2 separate regions of the Drosophila melanogaster genome follow, and region 1 is linked to region 2. The links are chromatin contacts, called in public Hi-C maps. All regions are on one chromosome and are shown on one strand. The core of a region is the stretch at or near the end of the contact, and the rest is flanking DNA. Distances in the headings are between cores, read along the strand shown. Region 1 holds the start of dikar (dikar,). Region 2 holds the start of CG17746.

Region 1 (4,268 bases), core at 210-2,709, 3.5 Mb after region 2:
GATGTCGATGTCGGGCAGATCAAAGGCAGAACTAAACAATGAACAGAAATGCGAAATACACGGTATCTCCCACCATGATTGAATGTCTGCGAAGAGAAAAACAATGTGATTTAGCAAATTTTTCGGTAACTTGCGACTCTTGTTGTATATATTTCCACTATTATATTGGTTTTGTTAAGTAGGAACTGATTTGGTAAATTTATTGCTCACCTAATAATCCAATGAAAGTAGAAACCATTTATGTATGCTTGCTTATTGGAAACGTTGCTCCTCTGCGGGATTTTATAGATGTCAGTAAGAACAATTCCTGGGCCTCTTTAGTAGCTCTCTGGTGTGGAAGTCGGGCTGCGTATATAATATATATGTATATATAACGTATGTGGTCAGGCGTTAACGAATTAGGCTCAAATTACACGACCGAAAGTCAAAAGGCGGCAAAAAGAGCGAGCGCAGAATTCAGACAAAAAAAATGTGTGCAACATGTGTGTGTGTGTTGGGACACTTGGCGGCGATATATACACAAACATCTGGCTTTATCACTTATCAAACATTCCGATGCACGCAAGGGTCTGGGCAGCGCAGGGGATGGGGATGGGAGTGGGAAGGGTCGAGTGGGTGGACGGTAGGTCAAAAGAAAGTACGCGCGCTTATTTTCACGAAGAGAAAATCAAAACAGACAGCCGACAAGCGGCCAAGGCGTGCGTCAAAGCGGGACGGCACCAGTACATTGAGCCAATAGCCGAACCGCTCACTTTTTCACGTTTGCATGCCGTCCCGCTCCCGCGAATGGGCACTACTATTTTGACTACACTGCACTCGATTATTTTGCAATTATAATGTGCAATTTACACGGCTTTTGGGCAGTTGGTTTTTTTCCGCTTTTCACCGCAAATTGCACGCGATGAAAGGTTATGGTGCGCAGATTTAGTTGGCGTACATAGCAGTTTATTTAACTTCCAATTTTGTGGAGCATGCGCGCGGCGGCTGACGACCGACGGCTTTTCTCCGCCTCCGTTTTTTGCCTGCTGGGCAGTGTGTATTTATTTTTATTAATACACGTATATATATTTTTCAGTTACGTGTGAAAATGTCATTTAACTTTAGAGACGCCCATTTCCCAGTCATCTTTTCTTTCTGCTTTTTCCCCCTCAATTTCTTTTTCCACACACACGCACGCACACACTCGGATGCCAGGGCACACACACACATAGTTGTACGCAGAGGGGCTCCATCTGCCATAAAATATTATTAATTATTTCACAACAATAGCAGCACGCACTAAACAGTTCGCTGCGATCGATTGATTGAACGGCATGCCTACCCGTTTCGATCCCGTTAATCTGGCTATCTGCGCAGACAATACGCGATTCGCGTTTTTTTGCGCTCCTGGTTAATTTTATTTTTCTTCAGCGAGCAGCAAACGCGGCGAAGAAATTATCGTGGCTCTCGATAACTAGTGGTGGTCTGAAATTCGTCAACACGCCAGCCATCGATGGTTCACTAGAGATGCGGCACTCGGGGCAAAGTGGCTCTAAACGATAGTTAATATATTTGTTTTGGATTTAAATTGGTAAATCGACTTTATTTCTTCAAAACGGTTCACCTTTCATATTTTTCATATTAAATAGTTTTCAATTGTGTATTTTAGTTTTAAATTTAAAGTATTTAAGTTTGTAAAACATATATTCAATGAAACTTTAAAATCAGATTAATACATTTTTATTTTAAATATGCTTGCTTTTCCACATAAACACAATTCTGCAGATAAGAAAAGTATTTTAAGATAATTTAATTTTAATAAAAAAATAATTTAATAATTTAATAATCTGCTTGCCAATACATGTATTATGTTTTGTTTTGTTTACTATAGAAGTTTGTAAGCATTAATGCGCAATTTACAACATTCCCCGATTCTATCGATAGATCGATTTCCTTCTTCCGGTCGCTTTTCGCTTGCCATTCGCCTCTCCGCTACCCCTCCTTCAACAGTCTTTTTTTCTTGCCTTCCCACCCCTCCTTTGCGAGAGCAGCTGTGAGTCTAACCTAACTTTTCCGCCGTTAACTACATGGCGGCGTGCTAGTGTGTGTTGTTGCTTCACACGCACAAGTGCGGGTGTGTGCGTGCCAGTCACCATGTAGGTCGTCATGTATGTTCTAAAGTAACTACATGGCATAAATCGCGGGTTGGGGGGCTATCAATTAAAGATTAACCAAAATTATGCAAAACCATCCAAAGCTGCAATTCAAGTTGAGCGCGCATGCAATGTTTGCAAAAGTCTGCAAGCTAATTTATACGAATTTCGGCCGAAATTGCATTCTGTTCAACAACGTGCCTCGGGGAGTCCCACCATGTAGGTGCCATCTACATGGCGATTCTAGCCTACATGGCGAGGCATGCGAAACTGGTTTGGGCAAGGGCGACCACGAAATTTGTTGTAAAATAAAGTGGTGCTGGGAAAGCCTCCCCAAGAACAAACAAGTAACGCACTACTGTAATATAATAAAACCCTTATTTTTGTTATACATATAAATTTAGCTGTTCGAAATTAATAAGTTATTTCAAGATCATTGAAATTGCAAATTAATTCAGGAATTAAACCAAATTATTGTGAATTTATTTTTAAACAAATGACTCCATTTCAAATGACTTTCCAAAAACTATAACAACTTTCTCACTTTTCCCATTAATACTCGCTTAAAAAGTCCAAACACCAGTTTCTTGTATTTCATACATAGTAATTTAGTCTTTATTTATAGTTTTAGTTTAGTGTAGTTTTTTAGAGTCAAACGTTTAGATACATAGAATTGAATAACCGATGTAATGTAATGGCGTATTTACAGGTGGTGCCGCAGCTGTGGCAACTGGAGCAGCGCAGGCAGGTGGGGCATGTGCGCATCCGGATCGCGAGCTCGCAGGGCGAGAATCGTTTGGTGCTACGGCTCTATCTTCCGGATCTTCAGTCCACCGCTGGGCCCACGCGGCCCCAAATGAGCGACTCCGGACGAAACGCCCGTCGTCGTTGCGGCCGCCGTGCTCACCAGCTGGGGTATCAGTGCACCGCCATTACTGCTAGCCTCGCCGTTTCCATTGGTCGGACTTGAGACGGCTCCGTTGTGCAGGCGCCGCTTCAGCACGAATCTTTTACCCGTGGGCGCTGCCGCAGTCGTGGACGCAGGTGCTAACGCGGCGGTTTTCCCTGCCAACGCTGGCTCCTCGTTCACGGGGTCCACTTCCATGTCGGTGCCGGCATTGTTTTCATCATGCTGAAGGAAATATTATAGTTAGCGATCGTGATGTGGCAGCTATAAATCTTTTAGAGACTTACCATTTCACTAGCTGGATCTTCGTCGTCATGGCCCTCCTCCTCCTCAAACTCGGCACTTTCCGTGTCCTCTGGATACTCCACCAACTGTCCATTCAGCGTTGGGAACTCGATCACTGGCAGTATGAGGCGTTGCTGCTGATTGCCCTCGTCCATCAGCTGCTGGATGAGATTGGCAATGTCCTCGCGCTTTTTCGTCACTGTGAGGAAGTCAAACCAGTTGGTCAGCTGCTTGATGGGCAGTCTGTAGTCTCTGATTGGCTCGCCGAAGAATTGCTCCACATACTGCAGCAGATACAGGCCGCAATCGGTGAAGTTGTTCTGCTGCGGCACCTTGACGCAGTGGCCCGGCATATTGTCCTTGTTGAAGACGTGCGCCTGCGCATCCGGCTTCTTTACCCGGTACTCGCATGTGAGATAATCTCGCAGTGTGGCCACCACGCGGCTACGCGATGCTCCCGCCAGGGAATCAAAGATAAGGATTAAAGGTTGCTTTACGGCGGGCACATCATCGGATGCAATATTCCTCGCTGGACCGGTGGCTGTGGGCTGCGAACTGGATAGACTGGGGGTGCTGGCTGTCGTGGAGGTGGGCGTGGCCGCTGGTTCCTTGGCCGAATTCGAGTTTTCACTATCCTCCGAGGCCATGTCGCTCTCATCGCCTTCGGCCTCATCCCTTTCGCTCTCATCGTCTGCTATCCGACACACGTTCTCTGCCGTCAGAGCCGCTGGAAGCTGTCCTCCCTCTGCCCTTTTCGTCAGCGGGGTTATGGTGGTGTTACCAATTTGCAGGGCCACCTTCTTGCCTCGAGGGCGCTTCAACTGCTGCGGCTCTACAGGCTGGTTCGTATCGAACGTGACGGGTCCTTTTAAGTTCGGGTAGCAAATGATGGCGAGGAACCAATGCGACTGCTCATTGATGGGCACTATAATGAAATCCTTATC
Region 2 (3,769 bases), core at 600-3,099:
TGGTGATTCTCACCTGTGACGATTTGATCTTCCGGTTTTTTGTTCTCATGCTTGAATACATAGTCACCGAGGGCGCGGGAAAGCGCAAGATTGCCGTTGACGCGATTGAACTCAACCCAGCCGCCGCCTTGGATGATCCGCTTGGACTCCGCCTCGTTATTGGGCTTGTGGTCCAGCGACAGGACCTCCAGTTGTCCGTTCACGCAGGCAATGGCGCGCGAGTCGCCTGCGTTGGCGCAATAAAGCTTGTTGTCCTTTACCAAAACAACTACGGCAGTCGAGCCGGCCATCTGGTCACCACATGTCTTGTTGCGTAGCATAACGTAGTCGATGTCCAGAAAGCCCTGCAATTGCATCATATATGAGTCATGAATTAAATAGAATGGCTTGAAGAGCTTTACATGTTCTCAAAACTAGTGAATTTAAATGGCATTACATTTTAGATATCTTTATAAGTTAATCTGTTGTTTATATGTATCTTCAAAAAGTATATGACTTTAATAAACGTGAGACATATAAAGATAAATGTATAGAGGTTTTAACAAGTTGTTTTCATCCCATTACTTATCATTCTTAACAAATCTTTGTGCTGCAGATGAGTAACAATTTGTTGAAATGAGTCGCTTGAATAGAATAGAATAGGTACGTATTGTACATACATACATATATGTGTAATATGTAAAACTTTGGTTTTAAGAAGTGGGTACTACCCTCATATATCCAAGTATCCAATTATCATTTATTTAAGGACATCATCGATACCGTGCATATCCGAAAGAAGACTGCATGTGAGGAGTACATATACATAGGTACTCCAACTGCCTTCAGCGATCTATAAATGTCGCCATTCCCGCCATCTAAAAGTGACTCTGCCGTGACTCACCTGCTGCAGCGCCTGTTCGATGTTGTCGTTGTACTCCGGCCGCTTGAGAACGTACTTGTGCAGGTGCTTGCCGGCGTACTGGGCCACCGTGGCGCCTCCGTGCCCGTCGTAGACGGCGAAGAATGCCGCTCCCGGATCGTCCGGCAGCGAGAGGATGTGGGTGTGCGAGTCCTCCATGTTGATGCGCCACCCCTGCATGCAGGAGCTGCCCACGCGGTAGGCGGCGTTCTGGCAGTACGCTGACTCCTTGGCGGTCACCGGTTCCGATAGAGTCTGACCCATTGCGGCTTGTATGGTGTGCGGTGTGGAGTGTGTTGTGTGGGCTGACTTCTTTGCGGGCGGGGTTAGTGCTATCGATTTACGTCGCTTTTCTGCGGGAAAGAAGACGTACAAGCACACGGGTTAAGTTAATTACGAAACTGACTGCTGCGGAGCGCGGAACGACCGACGGCCGACTGTCAACTTCAGATACGCGTGGGCTCCGGAGATTAGTATATCAGAGGCATAAGCAAACAGACGTGGAGATTTCAGGGCCGGATCGCGATCCGGAATTGGATTCAGCTTGGGTTCAAAGGGCAGGTGATAAATGAGCGTCGATAAGCCGGATATTACGGCTGACGATCAACGTACTTCCTTCGCGTGCTCCCTAATATGTTCACAGTTTGCAGCTTATTTAAACTTATGCAAAACCAGAAAATAAGAACGGAAAACCAGAACAGCAACGGAAAACACGCAAAAAAAACGGAGAGAAGTGGAGAGAAGATAGAAGAGGAGGAGCGGCGCCAAATTAACGATGCGCTGATTACACACCTGGCGTTCACCGTTTTTGCTCCACCCTGCAAAGCGAGTACGCATCAAAGAAAAACTGTTTGGTAAAAAATTATTAAAAACTGCGCGTGTTTATTTTTTTATTGAATTTGTGTTTTGAAGTGTGAACGTGTCTGAAAAATGGTAAATTCCTAACTGCTGTTTACAAACGCATGGTAGTTGACCACACTAATGCCGGTACTGTTCAACACTGGCAGAGTGGCGCCCTGCTTGTGAGTGCGTCTCGACTAGCTTGGCAGCACTGGCGAAAAGCTTTTTGGTTTTGGCGCCTTGATTTGAATTTAAAAAGTTTAAAATCCAAAAAAATATTATTTATGCACCTTAATTGTACAAATAATGAGTGATGTTCTTTTGCCTTTCCATTGAAATTCACATTTCGAATGAATTCTGCAATTCCAATGCAAATTTCACATTATGCGGCTACTCTTTTCCGCTTCTCATTTCGCCTTTTCGTCGTCTTATCTGCTCTTTTATTTTTTTTGTTTAGCTGGCGAGTGCATTGAATTTTGCGAATTTCGCTTTGGGCTTGCGGCAAATATACGAATTCAAGGACAAATGACGTCAGCTAAGCACTTTTTGCGGTTGCCGCTGCTGCTGTTTTGTTGTTGCTCCCATATTGTTGTTGCTTGGGGAATTAAAGCTTGACTGGCATTCGCCGCTGCCAACGCCTCTGCTTTCTATTTATTGTCTTCTTCGTCTTCGTCTCTTTTTTTGGGTTCTTTTGTTTTGCGCTTTTGGCGAGCGCAAAAAATGTATTAAATATTTGCACAGCAGCAGCAAAAGCAAAAGCCACAGAGCAATTTTTGATAAAGAACTAGTGGATGTATTTCAGAGGTCCCTCTCCATTTCCATTTTATTCGCATTATCTTTGGCGCTCTGAAATTGTTTCGGCAAACAAAGTCAATCAGAACTTTGTTGTCGAACCTACATATGTACATACGAATTGGTATCACCCGCCTTTATGCATTTATAAGTAGTACAAATTTGGAACTCAAACAAAGATTAGATAGGAACGAACATACACTTCCATACAACAACAACTATTCTTAAATTATTCGAATTTTGAGGAATAATGTTCGACACTTTATCTAGCTTGGCTTGCTAGAAATCGTTTTTAAATGTGATAATGCACTTAATTTGGCTCAGTGTATTATATCTCTGCCTTTCTTATCGTTCTGTTTGGTCATTGAAAGTGCAAGGCGTCAACGTCGCTGCACGCATTTTATTTCCCAACCTCTAGAACGCACATTTATTATGCATTTAACGTTCCCCGCTGACGACTGCAACTATCGACCCCGCTGCCACCGCCCCCCCCCCTCGCCAACACTCGCCTCTTGCCATTTAAGATTCGCTTTCGCTTCCCCTTTTATTTTAGCGCACTCAGTAAAATTTCCATATTGTTTGTCAACCGCGGATTGCATCCAGGCTCGGTTTCGGTCCCTGAATCGCTCTCCAAATCGGAATCGGAGTTGGAGGCGATCAACAGCTCCATATGCAGTCTGCATGCAAATGCTGCACTTCGGATCGCAGCAACACTGAGCAAAATAATATTAATATAATATATAAAAATTTATTTCATTTATATTATTATTATTTTATTTATAAATTTAAGTTCTTCTTACTTCAAGTGGTAAATATTTTAATCTGGCTTAGTAAATGCCAGTAGATTAAGAATATTAAGTATACGCTTAGGTGGCAACCAAACTAAATGTATCTTTTCTATATATTTCTTCAAAGTCGGGCCTATGGCCACATTATTTTTCCAAGTGTATGTCCCGCTGACGGAAAGGGACTGCGACGGGGGCCGGACAGACCAGGGCCCACAGATATCGTCGTCAGGCAGTTCAATCACATTGCACAAAAGTTCGAGGTCAGTTATAAAAATAAAATTAAATGCCCTCGCTGGTCGCGCGCCCCTTCCCCCCCCTCGCCATCACCGCTCAACAGTGAGCTCTTGGATGGGATTGGAATTGGAATTGGATTGGGTTTTGTTTTACATTAATTTCTGTTTGAATGCGACAAAATGGGTTTCTTTGTCTTTGGCTAGCTGGCTGGCTG

The links. Hi-C and Micro-C count contacts between places; a contact is called where the count stands out from the background.
Region 1: a Hi-C map of the Kc167 cell line shows a contact between it and region 2, with 2.6 times the contacts expected there. A contact is called at or near these places in 10 of 107 Hi-C or Micro-C datasets (the D17-c3 cell line, the Kc167 cell line, the S2 cell line and 5 more).

The regions. Positions count from the first base shown.
Region 1 is chr3L:6,741,705-6,745,972 of dm6, forward strand. It overlaps dikar (dikar,), which reads right to left and starts at 1,460. Exons shown (of 10, transcript NM_001274552.1): 1 at 1,322-1,460; 2 at 211-345; 3 at 1-86. The coding sequence starts at 238. velo (veloren) reads right to left here. Exons shown (of 9, transcript NM_206286.2): 8 at 3,327-4,268; 9 at 2,722-3,264. The coding sequence ends at 2,935.
Region 2 is chr3L:3,237,729-3,241,497 of dm6, forward strand. CG17746 reads right to left here and starts at 1,850. Exons shown (of 4, transcript NM_139537.4): 1 at 1,694-1,850; 2 at 884-1,254; 3 at 14-344. The coding sequence starts at 1,165.